Linked DNA regions of Mus musculus: region 2 is linked to region 1. A link is a contact called in public HiChIP or PLAC-seq data. All regions are on one chromosome and are shown on one strand. Each heading gives the region's core, a stretch centred on a gene start, on an enhancer-like site or on the middle of the called end of the contact. The rest is flanking DNA. Distances are from core to core; before and after follow the strand shown. Region 1 holds the start of B230110C06Rik (RIKEN cDNA B230110C06 gene). Region 2 has its middle 53 kb from the start of Gm31804.

Region 1 (6,099 bases), core at 2,518-5,017:
TAATATATTTAATTAACTAACGATCCAATTTTTCACAAAATTAGCCCCATACTTGGAAAATAAGTTGACTCACTTGTCAACATCATTCAAACGATTAGGTTGTTCTCTTGTTTGTGTGTTGATACTTTCTGGACTAAAACGTATTACATCCTATAAAGACTGGATATGCCTGTACCACTTGCATTCCAGATGTTCATCAGGTGTCCATTATTAAGGAAAAGTCTCCCTTGCATTTGGACCTCCCTCTTCATGCGAACCAAGTCACTGGCCATGAGAAATACACAGAATCTCTGGAGAAATGCATGCATGGGATAACCACCAGCTCCCCAGCTCTCAAGGCTAGGCACAGGCCAGGCTTTCTTTGACTGAGGGTAAGCCCAGTGGTGAGTATGCTCTATAGGGGCCTCCTTGCCAAAATTCCAGCTTTAGGTTGCTTTGCAATGGCTTGCTATTACCTGGAATGCCTTGAGCAAAGGTTTTGTGAGATCAACATCTTCATATCTTAATTTTAAAACATTCTATAGATAACAGGGCTTCAGGCACCAATCTGAATTTGAGAAATGCAGCCCCACTTGAGAGGAAGGCATCGAACTATTGTAGAGATGTTTCAATTGAGAATGCAGGGCATAACTGAAGGAATTTCTTCTATATGCAAAGGATTCTATGACATACTGAATGTGAAACAATTCACTCCATTTCTAAAGGAAGTTAAACAGAAAACATCAGTAAATGCCATTTACCTCTGAAGCAGAAAGGCCCTGAAGGTTAGCATGAAGGTCAGAGATGCTAAGTTCTCTCTCTGGTTCACTAATTAGATTATAAGTAGGGCTTCCAAGAAGCTATCTTTCTCCGGTTTCATTCTTTTAATTGGACATCAGCAGAAGCAGAGGAAACAACCAATCAGCTTCTCATATTAAAGAACATCCTTTGCTGAGCCGGACTTGATTTCTGGTTGCTACAAAACAAATCTAAGTTTATAACAGAGGTGACAAACTCTAGGGCCTGTCATTTATCCTTTTTATAGCATGGGTGATACCAACATTCAGCAAGTCAAGTTGACAACTTGACGAACCAACCAAACCAGAAAGCTACTGTATAGTTTATCTGAGCCATAGTCAGACATTTGTCTTAAGTTGAACCAAATTTATGCCTTATGGACATTACTAAGAGGTGAGTGCTCCACAAGTGCTATTTCATTTAAAACACAGCATCAACCAAAGATTCAAATGTAGGATAGCATAATCAACAGTTGGAAAGACTTGGATGCAAGCCAGCTCTGTGAGATTATGTCGGGTTTCATCTTGAGCTCTGGAACTCTTTAGATAAACTTACACCGATTACCCACGGCGGAGGTCATCTATAACAGTTCAATATGTGATATTTTATTGTATATTCCTATGAAATGTTTCACTATTCATCTTGTACTCTCTTCCAACCTTCCATTGCTTATACAACCTTCCATTGCTTATACAGCAGTCTAGTGAGCATCTCTTCAGATAAATTTTGTGGATGTTCTCAGTTATTTCCTGACTTGTGAGAAGTAGAATCACTGGCACAGTATTACAGACAAATTTTATACTTTCAATGGGAATGCCAAGTTTTCCTTTGAGTAATTAGACCAAATTACATACCTGCTATTCATATATATTTATTTCTAGGTCCTGATTTCTCAGTTTAAAAGTGTTGAAAAGTGATGACAATTCAAATCCAGACTAATAAAATCATATTGTGAAATGTTAGAAATACAAGTCATAGAATATAAAGGTGTATAATGTGGAGCTGCTAGACAAATCACAGCTGCTGGGGGGACTCAGTGGTTTACAGTTTTGCAATGTGGCCAGACCCAGCATACTTCTAAACCTGCATAAAACAGCATCGTTGCAAATGGGGAAATGCTGCAAGCTTTAATATGCTTGATAGAGGTCACCAAATGATAAAGACTTTCTGGTGAGTCCCCATCTGGAATGGGTTTGTTCTAGCTGCTAGCTGCAGTGTGCCTGACTCTTGCCCTGTGCACCCAGTAAGTCATTTTTAGTTAATTAAAAATGTTTGCTTTTCCTCCCCGTTGACAGCAATGGACCTAGGCTAAACAGTTCCCTCTGGTCTCAGTAGTCAGGAAATGGAAGAAAGAATGGGGCCATAGCAACATGTCCTGGAACTGGGCAAGAGGAAGCAAGAGAGGAGGAGGAGGCTAACTAATGTTCCTAGCTCAGCTCTGCTTCTCCAGCAAAGGCTGAATGAAACTCCTCCCCTCCTTATTCAGGATCTCCAGCTAGGAGGCAGAAGAGCAGTGCCAGTTAGGTGATAGCCAGCTCCACCAGTCACGTTCACTCGCTCTAGCTCGTCCCTGAAGCCTCGCCCCTCCTCCATTCCCAGTCCAGGTTTGGAGGCGAGTCCCCTCTAGTGACTGAGCCGCCTGCACGTTGGCGAGTAGCTTTCTGCCTCCCTCGCATCTTTGTCTCCTCCTCCAGTGAGGTTCCGGCGCCCCGCACAGGGTCTGCAGCGGCCGCCGCAGCAGTAAAAGCCAAGTCGTGCCCCACACGGCAGCCCAGGGCCGCACCCTCACTCGGTGGCAGCGCGCAAAGACGCCAGCCGCGCCACGCACCGCCTGCGTCCTGCGCCCCGGCCACAGCGCATTCACGCCGCCGCGGCGGTCGCTCCGGAGCGGAGCCCGGCCGGCGGGCCGGGTCAGGGAGGGTAGTCCAGTTTGCAGTCGGCTGGAGCTAGCAGCACGCACACCCCTAGGCTTATGCATCAAACGCCTCCTCCCTGCGCCACGAGGATGGAGCAGCCATCCCAACCCAGGACTGGCGCAAGGTAAGGTGCAGCCGCCTGTTGCTTTATGCAGAGCGCGGGCTCAGCTCCCAGTCAGGGTGCTTAGGCCATCTCTCTGGGAAGCAGAGAATGGTCACCGCAGTTCTGAGCCGTGTGGAGCCAAACCTCCAGGTCTTTTTGACACAGATCTTTGGAGAGACCCTGCCTGGAGAAGGGAAGTCGACCCTTTTCGCTCTTGTGCAACCAGGTGCCTTGCAGCAGTCTGCAAACTTTTGTGACCCTCCCTTCCTGGTTCTCACCTGGTGCGGTATCTGTTCAGTTCTCGCGTGCGCCCTTCCCCCAGCTACCCTAGCCTTAAGGCATCTGCCCATTTCTCTCACTGTGTTCTTGCAGTTCGACTTTTTGCTTCCTACAGCTCCGGATTCAGAGGCAAGGGCTTAGGATCTAGTAGTGCTTCTCTTGCCTGTCGCAGATGGGAAGGGGTAGGGCTAACCAGGGGAGGTGGAACTTAATGCCACTGTTAATGTCTTCAAGAGCGGTGAGGGTCAGATCGCTCGATCCTGCCACCCCCAAATCGATAATAAAAATCCTCGGAGTGGCTTTCGGTTATGGTTATGTGCTACGGGAAATACAAGTGCTGATCTGGATGGGTGAAGTAAGTGATTTGGGGAGGAAAAATCCCTCTTGAGGTTGCCGGAGGCAGCAGAGGATGAGATCTGCCAATGGGTGAGGGGGGACGGAAAGGCTCTGCTAATGTAGGCGATGGGGCACCTCAGCGTGGCCACTGAAGAGGATTTGGAAAAGAGATTGAAGTCTGTTTGGGGGTGGGGGCGCTGGCCCAGGTGAGGGGCCAGGGAGAGGGGCTAGGTACCTGAGAAGTCCGGAGGTGGGAAGCAGCCCTGGGATTCCTGCCCCGGGGTATTTCAGAAGGCTGGCTGCTTCTGCCTAGGTTAGAAAGAGCTCCCTCGCCAGGAACAAACAAACCTCTCGGCTCTGTTCTGATTGCGTTGGCATCTTGGGCGGTGACTGAATGTTCAGATAATGGACCGAGGACGCTGTCCCTGGCTCTAAGAGGATCACAGCCCCTCTCCTCTCCGGCACCCGCTTGCTCCTACACCCCTTCATCTCCACCACCGGGTTGTAAATCTACGCCCACCTTCTCTGACAGCACTAGGGCGTTAAGGATGTGTATATTCTGGAATGGGAAGGGGACTTTTGGCCTGATCCCCAGGGGTATATGTGTGAGAAACTAAGGCGAGTCCCCAGGTGTCAGCAGATAGGCTGGGGTCCCAACAATCCAGAGAAGAATCCAGGGCAGAGGCTGATCTGGGAGACAGCTTCCCCTTGAGGCTTCAAGGTTTGCACCTAGGCTGAGGAGAGAAGGGAGTGGGGGGAGCCCTTAGCTGGGTTAGGAAAGATCTTTAGCTTAAAGCTGGAGGATGTGTGGAGAAACAGAAGGGGGTGTGCACAGCTCCTCCAGTGAGGGAAGACCTAGCTTCTCGGCCTGGTATCTGGAATCAGAGGTGGGTCTATATTAACTTACCAACTCCCCAGATATATCGTCCTGGTCGTTTCTGATGGTTTGGCAGATGCAGAGATCCACCTTTGCACCCAAGCCATCTGGTCTTCAAGACCACTTTTGGGAAGAGGCCTAGTGTGCATATTGTAAAGAAAGGGTTCTCTCTCTCTCTCTCTCTCTCTCTCTCTCTCTCTCTCTCTCTCTCTCTCTCCTGGTGGGGAACACATCACCATGTATGGGAGAGGAGGCACATAGTTCTCTTCACCCCATATCCAGGGACACTTGTGATTGAGGGCCCTGCACGTCTAGTCCCTACCTAGCCTAGTGGAGAAGCGTTTGGCGGCTGCGCTGGTGCAGGCTATGGACAGTTCTCAGGTTCTCCTTGCATAAACTTCTCATATTCTGGCTTTTTATAGAATAATCTTTCCTAGGTTGCCCTGTGATTGTCTCCCCTATTCTGCTCTAACTGGGGAAAAGCAGAATTGGAATCATTTGGTTAGGCTTAGTCAGAGCCTTCTAGAAGAGAGGTGTACTACCAAGGCCCTTGGAGGAATTCTATCACGGTCACTCCCACACCCAGGCATACCTGGGGCAGCTAGCTCCTTGCTTCAAAACAGAAAGCTGTACAACCAAGAATGGGGATACCCTCCACACAAGCTTCTGATGCATTTCTGGGGCACAAAAAGTGACCATGCCTTCACCAGCCAGACCTCCTCGCAAGTGACAGCACAGCACGCAGCTTCTTCTAATATTCCCGGATATCTGAGGTAGGACCCCACTCTGACAGGTTTCTGGGAGTTTCTAACCTGGATTTGTGCTCTCCTGCTTTTTGAGGAAATAGGGTAGAATCTCGTGGGAATTTGAGAGAATGAGTCAAAACCTCTCTGAGTGGCTTGGGCCAGTAGTTGAACCTTGTGGGGGAGACATGAGTGATAGCAGTGCCTTCTAACATTGCTTGGGTTGGTTCTGCATGCAGGGCCAGATGCTATTATGGGTATTGTATGTGCTTGTGTTACCTTTAATTGACACAATAGCCATGAAAGTGGTCTTATAGGTTTGTATAAGTGGGAACAAAATCATGGAGAAAGCCAGTACATAGAAGGGCTGGTTCCTATAGTGGGCAAGCTGTGTGCCTCAAACTCATAAGCAGATTTTGTAGTAAAGGCTGTCCACGGGGGAGAGGTGAGTGGATGAGGCCCCTTCTGCTTTAGTCTAAGCCCAGGGACACATGCCAGTAGAATCTAGGGTATGGGGGCCAATGCTGCGTGTCTCCAGAGTCAGAGTCTCTTGGAGTGCACTGGAACCCAGTCTAAGAAGCCAGCTGTTGTTGTTGAGCGTTTCCTTTCAACCTGTTAGCAGATTGTTTTTTAATTCAGGAAGAGACAGAGATGGAGACCTGTGTGTGATCTGCTTTGTGCTCAAAAGGCATTTGGAGTAGCAGTAGAATGTCCTTCTGGAGGGTGGATGAGGACATAGCACTAACTGGGAAGCCAGAGCCTGCCGCCTCTCCTGAGGAGGCCCACTGGCATGGAGTAAGGCCCCTCAGTGATGTAGTAGATTAGTAATGTGGGAACCATTGTCTTTGATACCTGGGTCCAGTGAACTTTGCTTATACATAAATACATGCCTACTTCTGATGTTATTCAGCATCTTAAAAATACTGAAGGAAAATAACTTCCTTATTTTTAAAAAAAGGTAGTTTTTCTTACTTTTCCATAAAAATCCCTTTAATCAGCATTACCTGATTAAGTAGAAAACAATGAACAAGTCACCACAAACCTGGATCTGGGAATACAAATGCAGTA
Region 2 (5,498 bases), core at 1,721-4,220, 280 kb before region 1:
TCGTTCCGCCCTCTGACAGTTCCTCATCTCATTCCTCCTCCTCCTTGTCTCCAGAGGATGTTCCTACACCCACCTTCCATTCCAGGCCTCCTCATTCCTTGGAGCTTCAAGTCTCTAAAGAGTTAAGTGCATATTCTCTCATTGAGGCCAGACCAGACAGTCCTCTGTTGTATATTGTTGCTGTAATTGCTGTAATTGTAAGTGTATGCTGCCTGGTTGGTAGCTCAGTATAAAGAGATTTCAGGGGTCTAGATTTGTTGAGACTGCTGGTTGCACTCCTCCACAACTTCTTTCAGCCTTTCCCTAATTCATACCACTGGTTGGGTGCAAGTATTGGCTTCTGCCTCAGTCAGCTGCTTGTTGGGCCTCGATCCTAACTCAGGCCAGTCACTTTTCCGTCTCTTCTCCATTTTTCTCCCTGGAGTTCTTTTAGACAGGAACAGTTCTGGGTCAGAATTTTTGACTGTGACGTGGCAACCTCTAACTGATGCCCTGTCTTTCTACTGAAGGTGGATTCTACAAGGTCTCTCTCCCCATTGTTGGGCATTTCATCTAAAGTTCCTCTCTTTGAGTCTTAATATTCTCTCACCTCCCAGGTCTAGAGGGTCCCCAACTCCCATGATCCTAGGTTGTATATTTCTATTCATTCTTCTGTCCCCCGGGGCTTCACTCATGCCCCCCCCCCCCCAATCCCTGCAATACCTGATCATGTTCTCCTTTTCCCCTGCCCCTCCCCCTCCTTTCTCCCACACAGATCCCTCTCTTCCTCTACCTGCTGGCTGCATTAATTTTTCTCCCTCCAAAGAGGGATTGAAGCATCCTCACTTGGGCTAATATCCACTTACTAGTGAGTACATACCATGCATGTCCTTTTTTGGTCAGAGATATCTCATTCCAAATGATTCTGAAAAAATATAACATAAAAACAAAATTCTAGGCCTTTAGGCCCAGGCTTGAGAATGTGACCTCTATGACTCAATGCTCCAAGGTATGCTAATCATAAAACAGATAGCGACATTCCTCCACCCACCGGCTTCCTGGGTTCAAGGGGTGTTCATTCAAAGAAAGTCAACCTGACCCACCCTGACCTTTGCTAGAACCTGCTATGCAAATGGGCTATTGTTAGGGGCACTTAGAAACTGTCTTGAGAAATAACCTGCACAATTACCAGGTATTCCTTGTGACTCTTGTGACTTTGCACTTCCTTGTGACTCTTAACTGGTATTTTTGGTATTTTCCAACAATGCCCTCCCACCTCCTTGAGTTGTGGTTTCTTCCTTTAAATACCCTCTTACCCAGCTACTCAGTGGGCCATGGCCCTCTACCCCTGACTGTGGGCCTGAGAGCGCTCTTGAATAAAAGTCCTCTTGCAGTTTGCAGCAAGACCGTTTCTCCTGAGTGATTTGGGGTGTCGCCTCTCCTGAGTCAGAATGTGAAGGAGTCCTCACGTTGTGGGTCTTTCAATACTTTCTAGTTCCATCCGTTTGCCTGCAAAATTCGTAATGCCCTCATTCTTAATAGCTGAACAATATTCCATTGTGTAAATGAACCACATTCTCTGTATCCATTTTTCCATTGTTTCCAGCCTCTGGCTATCACAAATAAGGCCACAATGAACATAATGGAGCATGTTCCTTTGTGGCATTGCAGGGTATATTTTGGGTATATGCACAGGAGTAGTATAGCTGGGTCTTCAGGTAGATCTATTTTCAATTTTCTGAGGAACAGCTAGATTGATTTCTAGAGTGGTTGTACCAGTTTGTACTCCCACCAGCAATGGAGGAGTGTTTCTCTTCCTCCACATTCTTGCCAACATGTGCTGATACCTGAGTTTTGATCTTAGCCATTCTGATTGGTATAAGGTGGAATCTTAAATCTATTTTAACCAGATTTCTGCCATGTTGCATAGGACTGCATTTTGTTTTCCATGTACTGTTATTACTTCCTTGTTAGGAAATATATTATTTTGTGGTAAGCTTAAAGATGTTTTAAACAAACAAACAAATAAACAAACAAAAAACATAGAATGTGTGCAAGTAAATGCTTTTTGAATTACTATACATTTTTCAAATATTGTTCAAACACAGTGACCCTAAGTTTCACTTTCTTTTAACATAAATTTGTAAAGTTGAGTTTCAGGCTGGGTGTGTTTGGACAAACATACATAGTGATGGGAGGTAGATTTTTCATGCCCTTCTGGATCTGATCATTTAAATGTTAGCAAGTAAATGCCAGTGCTATCCTGGTTTGTACACAAACAAGTTCATTCTGAAAAGAAACTCAATTTAAGAAAGAGACTAATTGGTGTGGTACACTTAACAATGGGTTTAAGCTAGAAGTAGGGCCCAGCAGTCCCTACTTCTAAATTGCCAGTGGTGCTAACAAACTTGAAATGCATTTTATTTTGACACTTAACCATTCAATATAATACATGACACCTCATAGGACTAGCTCTCAGCTAACCTACCATTAATAGGCAGGTAAAGCAAAAAGAATTTACTTCTGAGTGTGTTTGCCTTGACCTTAATGTTAAAGATTAGATTTCCTCAAATTTCTTTAGTTTCTACCAGAATTTTAATATAGCATATGTGTAAACAATATTGTACATGTCCCTTAGTCTCCATGATGTTGAAGCTGAAGTGGCTATTTAATGTGAAAAAGCACCAAAAATATTTTTATTCATATGTAACTGAAATGAATAGCCACAGACAAGCAATCAAGTGTCATAGTTATGATGCAGGAGAACCACTGCTGCTGAATAGTCTGTTACCCATCTATGTTTAGTGCCTGAATATGCTGAACAGTTGTCTCAATTATCTGCTTCATACTGGCCATTGGATCTTGGCCAGTTCAAGTATTTTCATTTCAGGCCTGGGTCACTGCTTTGTGATCCATTGTCATAACCTCAATGCTCCAGTTATTGCTATGACTGGAAATAAACCATCATTGTCACTGTGCCTGAGTCATCTTTCTCTCTACGCTAAGCATGTTTACAGAATATGAATGATTCTAAAATAGTCTGGCTGCATCTTCAAGAGCTGTTTATTCCATGTTGCCTAGTGACAGTGGCAATACAGGATCCTATTGCTTTCTAAGAACCTTCTCATCAGACATGATAACCATGAATGATGGGTACCTCTTCAGGCCAAAAAAAAAAAAATAGTCTTATTATTAGTTAAAACTGTCTGACTCTGAGAAAATTAGTCTGTGTTATTTCTTGTTGATATCTTAATAACACAATTGAAATCATAGTGGAAAATGTCACTAGAGTCAGGCCTCTCAATAGGAGAAAATTATTTAACCTATTGTGTAGTATTGGGAGAGATGGAAATTTTAGAGCCCTCAACTGATCTTTTTTGATTCATTCATACTTTAAAAGTGTCTGGGTGAATATTTACTTTCATATTTACATTATTTTATTTTCAATAAAATCCATGAAAACTACTTGAGCAAAGAGGGTAAAGACAAATTACTGTATCTGCAATAGTTCTACTTGCACAAAGCTTGACAACACACAAACAACTGATTGGGGAATTGAGGACAACCACTCACATCCACCTTCTACTCTGTCATGGGACAGGATCTCTGTATCCTCCTTCCCACATGGCGATGGGAGACAGATGTGTGTAGTGTTCAATGTGGAGATGATACTCATGTATGTAAAGTTTCACACATGGAGATGAGAGCCACATGTGTCCATCTTCCCACATGAGGATAAGATGCTGTGTCCACTCTTTCTCATCAGGATAGAAGCAATGCATGTCTACCCTCCTACATGGGTATGAAAGCCACACACATCCCCCATCCACACCACTTGGCATGTAGAAAACAGAGCTATGAGTTGCAATTCCAGAGTTAACTTTCAGCTTGGCTGCCAACTTGAGATGCTAGGTAAATAAGAGGACTCCTGAATATTATCTAGAAAATATCTCCAATCACCTTTTCCAGAGATAGAACTGACCAATAAAACTGACCACGTAGGACAAGGCAATATTATTGGCGATGGACAAACTCCATGTTTGTGTGTCAGCTATGAATCATTGTATTCTACGCATGAAATGTGTACATTCACGACAGTGAATAAGCAAAAATGAAAGGAAGAATGACTTCCTTATTTTTCTTACATTTAACTTGTGAGAGAACAGGGACTCTAGGAAAAGAAATGATGGACTGCTCAAGTTCATTGTGGGACACTATATCACCAATAAGAATTTCAGCCTTATCCTTTGAAACTCTGCAAGCTTTCTGCAGTGACATTCATAAAAAGCCCAGTGTTTCCCTGTATAACAAATGCAAGAAAGCTAAATTACAAAGAAAGAGCAATGATCCCTGCATTCCACTTGCCCAGGTACAGATTCCTATTTATTTCACATTGCAGAGTAACTGGAATGAGTAATTTCCCCCCCCTGGAAAATCTAAGAGAGAGGCTGCAGAGGAGGACACACTCAGTCTACTTAGTTCTTACTGTTTTGAAATGGCTGCTTTGCAGTGAATTCCAATAGTGTTTTCTTGTGTGTTGCAAAGCAGGAGCTTCCACAGATGGGAAGGGAAGTTCCCAGATAAGCAGAATGGAACCAATAGACAGGCCTCTTGAGAGCATAGATTCTGTCCTATTGGTGCTGAAGTAAGGTCTATTTGCAATTTTAACAAGTTTTCACTTGATGTTGATGTTGAAGGCCTTTGGATCACAGGTAATAAAGAAGGGGTTACTACAGCTGAAGTGGAATCTGCAATTTTCTTCAGGTTTCGAGTTCAAAAGGGAAAAAGAAACCAGCAGTCATCACTTTGAAATTATAGGGCTCAAACCCCTTGTGAACTAAGAAACAAAACTATAGATATGCATAAATAAGGATATTGCATTTGAATCAAAGCTTATTGTAGATATTTTTTAGACTGGTTACTTAAACTTGCCTGAATGTAATTAGCTAGATCCCCCTATAAGGCTGTGGCTCTGTGTACAGGTTTAGGTCCATAGCTTCATAAATTCCAACTTCTGAATGACTTTGCTAATCAAGAAACTATCTGAATCTTAGAAGCCATAACATTAGTTATCATGGCTAACAGAAATCTTTTATGACAACACATAGATATAAAGACACAGATACACACACAGACACTTAGATGCATAACAGAGAGACACACAAATACATATGTCTGATAACCAGTTGTTGACGTTGTGGTTTCTGTCCCTACAGATAGCCCTCCATAGTCCTGGAATCCATATGTCTACGCACTGAATGAGGCAGACTGGTCTGTCAAGCCAGGTGTGAGACAGAAGTGATACTTTGCAGAGTTCAACAGCAGATTCTAGAAAGCATTCTTCTTGTGCTATTCTTTCAGTGAAGTTAGTTGTCATGGAATGAGAAAGCTCAGGCCTCCCCTGCACTCTAGGGCAGCACAAAGGCCTCTTGCCAATAACCACCTGAGTGAGTGATCTTGGTGTCCTGTCCTCCAGCTCCTGCTTGAAAAGAGCAAGAGGAATCTCCACTGAACAGGAA

What was found. HiChIP or PLAC-seq counts read pairs in DNA pulled down with a chosen protein or histone mark.
Region 2: a contact with region 1 is called in an H3K27ac HiChIP or PLAC-seq map of heart atrium, with 10 times the contacts expected there. The contact joins the enhancer-like site here to the promoter of B230110C06Rik in region 1. A contact is called at or near these places in 3 of 39 promoter capture datasets (cranial neural crest, liver and stem cell-derived epiblast-like cells), 3 of 115 datasets of contacts at active chromatin or transcription factors (craniofacial prominence, embryonic stem cells and heart atrium) and 3 of 9 other capture datasets (adipose tissue, embryonic stem cells and liver).

The regions. Positions count from the first base shown.
Region 1 is chr14:15,435,291-15,441,389 of GRCm38.p6, reverse strand. B230110C06Rik (RIKEN cDNA B230110C06 gene) reads right to left here and starts at 3,767. Exons shown (of 3, transcript NR_152122.1): 1 at 3,647-3,767. It overlaps Lrrc3b (leucine rich repeat containing 3B), which reads left to right and starts at 2,403. Exons shown (of 2, transcript NM_146052.4): 1 at 2,403-2,817.
Region 2 is chr14:15,719,818-15,725,315 of GRCm38.p6, reverse strand. No RefSeq gene overlaps it. Among named protein-coding and RNA genes, the nearest start is that of Gm31804, 53 kb to the left of the region's middle. Within about 2 kb of position 2,970, at least 4 of the 459 cell types and tissues checked have an H3K27ac peak or open chromatin away from gene starts, as enhancers often do. A contact at or near this core is called in heart atrium, where this site is marked.